Linked DNA regions of Ovis aries: region 2 is linked to region 1. Evidence: chromatin contacts called from public Hi-C data. All regions are on one chromosome and are shown on one strand. The core of a region is the stretch at or near the end of the contact, and the rest is flanking DNA. Distances in the headings are between cores, read along the strand shown.

Region 1 (2,700 bases), core at 120-2,619:
CCTTAAAAGGGCCCCAGGGGAACTGCAGGGCCAACCTGCCTTCCAGACAGCCCTTGAACCAGCACCAGCTCACCCAGCCAAGGGCTTATTCCCCTTGGGAAGATGGGTGGGCGAGTCTTACTCTGATGCACTAAGATGGGAAGGCCCTGTGCCTTCCAGAATTTGGATTTCCCAGCCACCAAAGCTCAGTCCGACATGCAATGACATCAGCCCCACTTATCGGCAGCACAAAAGCCACCAGACAACTAATCAAAGACCAGCCGGCCTGATCCCTGGAATGCACAGCCGGTCCAGAATTGCCCATTTCCCCATCACCTCCTGTCCTGACCTTGATGAAGGGTTTCTGGCATAACAATGACTCCACTGCCCAGATCACAGTGACCTGGAAACCAAAGAGAAAGAGGCCACCTACCTAGCTGGGCGTGGAGGGCCAATGTCCACCTTGCCGGCCTGTGCCACTGGCATGTATCTGGCAGCGGCAGTGGACGGGGTCCCGGCCGACCCCTGCGCTCACAGGGTGCCTACCTTACCCGCTCCCCCCCCCCACAACCCCTCCCCGCGAGGGGTCTAGCCAGGGCCCTGGCTCCGTTTGCTCTGTGTCCGGAATTTTTATCTCTCGTGGGCTCCCTAGGCCCGCCGGTGTCCGCCGAGAGCGGTCCTGAATACTATGGGGAACCCCCTGGAGCGGGGGATGGCGGGGAAAAGCAGATATCGTGGACCCCAGAAGTCGAATTTCTGGGACCGGCGTCGGAAATCTGTTGGGCTTTTTTTGTTTGGTTGGTTGGTTTTGTTTCTGAATAGCCGTGCGATAATAAGTCTGGAAACTTCAACTTTGAGAGAGCAGCTACCAAGCGAGACGAAACTTTCTTGAAAAGCTTCGGGGTGTCCTCTCCCGAGGAGGAGACCCCCGCGAGCAACACGGGGCGCGCTTTCAGGTGAGGGCGGGATGACCCCACCGCGCGCGATCCGCGGGCGATCGGCTCACTTCGGGGAGCAGGAACGGGACCCTGCCTGGACTGCGGCGGGAACAAGCGCCAAGTGACTGGAAGCCCGGCCTCCCCGGCCCCGCGTGGAAGATCGCGGCGGGACTCCGACGCCCTCCAACCACTTCGAACCCCGGGGACCCGCCAGGGTTCCGGGACACCGCCACCACTCCCGCGGAGTCCGGAGCTGGTGCTGGCGCCGCACCGACCCCGCTCTCCAGCCACCACCAGCTCGACGCTCCGCGGATCAGCACCCCGGTCGCTGCCTCCTCCCGTCGGCGACCCCAGCCCGCGCCCCCGCCGCCAGCCAACGCGCTCCTCACTCACCGCCGCGCGCGCCGCCAGTCGAGCCGGGAGGTCTGAGCAGATGGAGCTGGGGGGCGGACTGGCTGGAAGACGGCGGGGAGGAGCGCCTGAAGGCGGGGGGCGGGAGCTGGACCGGCCGGGGCGGGGCGCTCCGGCTCCCGCTTCCGGCTTGTCCCCGCCTCTATGCGCCGCCTGGACCCGATCCTTCCCACTCGCGGGGGGCCGCCTCCCCCAAGCTAGAAACCCCATCAGGGACCTGCGACCCTCTGGCTTCTACCCTTCCCCTCCACCGCTCCGATCTCCCGCTACCCTCGGAACACCCCCTTGACACCCCTAGACCCCGCTCACTCCCTGGAACCCCCTAGTTTCAGCCCAGACCCCACTCTCAGAGAGTGTCTCCCCTTTCGGGTTCTGCTCCTGCTCGTGGATCCGCGCCACGTGCCCGCACAACCTTGAACTCCCCTCCTGATTTCCATTCCCACTCTGCTCTCCCCTGCGCCCCTGGGTCCCCATCTTCGGCATTTGTTCTCCTTCCCGGTTCTCAGACAATGCTGATCACCTCCAGATCCCTTGCCAAGGCATCCAGCGCTCCCTGCCCTCCGGAAGTCGGCCCTTTTCTCCCCATACCTCAATTCTGTGCATTCAGATGCATCCAGGCAACCCAAGAAAATCTATGTGCCTTTGGCCATGTGCCCACTTGCTCTGGCCTCAGTCTCCTGTCTGTAACATGGGCATAACAGTACCTGTCTCGTAAGATCCACAGAGATTTAGCTGAACAATGCAAGCAAAGCGTTCAGCACAGATTGTGCTAAATTAAACCTATCCTAGCTGCTAACTCGCAGAAGGCAATGGCACCCCACTCCAGTACTCTTGCCTGGAAAATCCCATGGACGGAGGAGCCTGGCAGGCTGCAGTCCACCGAGTCGCTAAGAGTCAGACACGACTGAGGGACTTCACTTTCACTTTTCACTTTCATGCATTGGAGAAGGAAATGGCAACCCGATCCAGTGTTCTTGCCTGGAGAATCCCAGGGATGGTGGAGCCTGGTGGGCTGCCGTCTCTGGGGTCTCACAGAGTCGGACACAACTGAAGCAACTTAGGAGCAGCAGCAGCTGCTAACTATTGGACTGGTCAAAAAGTTCATTCAGGTTTTCCCTAAGATGAAACAAAAACCCAAATGAATTGTTTGGCCAACCCAATACTTTGCATGCACCCAGGGTGTCCTGTGGCCCCTGCTACTTTCTCACTCAATCACTGAAAGCTCTGGAAATGAGTAACTACTATTTCAGTTCAGTTCAGTTCAGTTCAGTCGCTCAGTCGTGTCCGACTTTTTGCGACCCCATGAATTGCAGCACGCCAGGCCTCCCTGTCCATCCCCAACTCCCGGAGTTCACTCAAACTCAGGTCCATA
Region 2 (2,700 bases), core at 135-2,634, 43 kb after region 1:
ACCCTTGTTTCAGAGCCTGCTTTTGGAGGAACCAAGTCTTGGGAGGCCCACATGCCTCTGTGTTGTGGACTGAAGGAACCCAATGACAGAGCTCTGAGCAGAAAGAAGTAAACCTTTCCTTTCAACCTTTCATTCATTCATTCAACAAACAGTCAACAGGCTTCTGCTACGTTCAAGCACTGGAGACAGTAGAGGCCAGAACTTGGAGTCATTTGAGCTGGTGCAAACTGAAGCCACAAATATGGGCACATCACCCACTCTTTCAGAGCTTCATTTAATTGTCACTGTGTCCTATGAGGCAGGAAATGTTATGGTCCTTATTTTTCAGATGAGGAAACGGAGGCACAGAGAGACTGAGTAACTTGCCCAAGGTCACACAGCTAATCAGTAGCAGAGCCAGGGTTCAAGCCCAGGAGTCAACTCCATACCCATGGTCTTAGCCACTTCCTCAGAAGTTCTAGAGACTAGGCTGGCTGAGGAAAGTCCCAGAATTTAGGACTTGAGGCTTCCCTGGTAGCTCAGCAGTAAAGAATCTACCTGCCAAGGTAGGAGATGCAGGTTGGATCCCTGAGTGGGGAAGATCCCCAGAGAAGGAAATGGCAATACACTCCAGTATTCTTGCTCGGAGAATTCATGGACAGACGAGCCTGGCTGTCTACAGTCCGTGGGGTCACAAAGAGTCAGACACAATTTAGTGACGAAACAAACAAGAATTTAGGATTTACTCCCCCAGATGGTATGAGTCAGTTCCATAATACTTGTGAGAAAAGTCTCATTAGTTTGCTTTTCTAAGTCTGATGAAATTTAGATCTGATTCTCCTTGCCAGGGGGCAGGCTTTTGCCATTCTGAAAGCTTGTTTCCACAAACAGTTCCCACAAGCCTCTCCTGGATAGCCTGGTTCCATCCCCCTAAGGCCCCAGGTGTACACAATATCTCTTCCTTTTACTGCCAAATCTTCCCTTCCTAGCCACACCCCAGGTTCCTGAATACTGAGCAAGGCTGGCCACAGTGCTTGCTTCAGTAATGAGCATGTGACTTAAGCTGAGCCAAAAAAACTCCAGCCTAAAAGGAAATCTTCACTAGGCTGGTGAGATGAAACCCTGGGGCTGTGATGCACCATCTTTGCCAGCCAATGGAGAGGGCCCACTGAACAATTAGGCAAGCATGGCCAAGAGACACAGACAGATCCCCAACCACCTGCCTGAGCCCCTGGATCGAGCCATGCCTAAAGCTGTTGCTCTCCTGAATTTCCAGGGGCACAAAATAATATGTTCTGCTTCAGTGTAAGTTAATTTCAGTCAGAGACTGTAATTTGCAGCTAGATGAAGCCTGACTATGTACTAGACTTAAAAAAAAAAAAAAAAAGTGGCTTTTTGATTCTCTACTAGTCCAGGGCAAACACCACTCTTTAGAAAGCAAAGACCTTGAGGGTCCTTGAGGTGGTAGGTGAAGGGAGGGAAAATATTTCTCATTCTTCTGTGATGACTCAATAGCTAAAATAAGCTCTGGTTCATTTCTCAAACAAGTTATCCTGCCTGACAATCATTACTCATCCCAGCCCTAACCAGCCTTGAGGTTGGTGTGGCTGCAGAGACCTTTAAGGCTCCCTAGATTTTCCATTTTCCTCTGAAAAGACTGTGTCACTGCACCTTTCACCTCCAGCTCAGAGTCCTGGGAGTTGGATTTTTCTAACGCACCAAGAAAACATCTTACCAAATGCCCAGCCAAATCAACACTCAATGACTACTTGCAATGCACAAGAAGACCTTGGAAATCTCGCCTCTATAGAAAGTGTCCAAAGAAGCTGTTCTTGCCTCTTCTTACCAAGTGCTGGGCCAGCTTAGCTGGTCAAGAACGCACCTGCCAATGCAGGAGACACAAGAGATGCAGGTTCAATACTGGGTCGGGAAGGTCCCCTGGAGGAGGGCATGGCAACCCACTCTAGTATTCTTGCCTGGAGAATTCCAAGGACAGAGGAGCCTGGCAGGCTACAGTCCATGGGGTCGCAAAGTGTGAGCGACTAACACTTTCACTTTTGAGAATCAAGGAGCGGGGTCAGCAGGGGGCAGAGGTGGACCCTCTGGCTGAGCCGAAGAGGCAAGACTCTGGAAGGACTGAGGGAGTATGGGAAGATTCTAAGTTGAGGAAATCAGACATAACCTCATTTTAGATTAGGTTCCCCAGAAACGGAGCCTGAGATGGGGATTTGGGTGCACGTGGCTCTTTGAGGCAGAGGTTCTCAGAAGTGGGGCGGTGTCAGTCCCTCCGGGCTGTGTGTGGAGCCGCGGGTAGCAGGGTGGGGGTGACAGCTGTGAGTCACTGGCCCCAATGCTCACAGCAGCTGGCACACAGAGGATCTGGGCAGCCCCTTCCTTCCTTCTTGGGACCACCCACCTGCTTTCGGGGAAGAGACCTGCCAACGGCTGCAGCTGGCGGGAATAGGGCTTCACCAGTGACGGCACAGCTCAGCGGTTGAGTGCCCAGGGCTTTGCGGGCTGGCAGAGCTGGGATGAATCCTGGTTCCCGGATGCCTCAGGCAGCCATCTGGAGCTGCAGAGGTTCCTGGCTCCCAGGCTGAGGGTGAATGAAACATGATCACGTGTTAGGGGCCCCTCGCTCCGGAGCCCAGCCTGTAGTGCCTGCAAGTGCACGTTAAGTCCCTTCTGTTGCGTCCGGCTCTCTGTGACCCCATGGACTGT

The links. Hi-C and Micro-C count contacts between places; a contact is called where the count stands out from the background.
Region 2: a contact with region 1 is called in a Hi-C map of skin fibroblasts, with 4 times the contacts expected there. The contact joins the enhancer-like site here to the promoter of LITAF in region 1. A contact is called at or near these places in 7 of 16 Hi-C or Micro-C datasets (blood, liver, omental adipose tissue and 2 more).

Annotation. Positions count from the first base shown.
Region 1 is chr24:10,790,779-10,793,478 of ARS-UI_Ramb_v3.0, forward strand. LITAF (lipopolysaccharide induced TNF factor) reads right to left here and starts at 1,370. Exons shown (of 5, transcript XM_060405812.1): 1 at 1,311-1,370.
Region 2 is chr24:10,833,302-10,836,001 of ARS-UI_Ramb_v3.0, forward strand. No RefSeq gene overlaps it. Among named protein-coding and RNA genes, the nearest start is that of LITAF, 43 kb to the left of the region's middle. Within about 2 kb of position 1,385, at least 14 of the 54 cell types and tissues checked have an H3K27ac peak or open chromatin away from gene starts, as enhancers often do.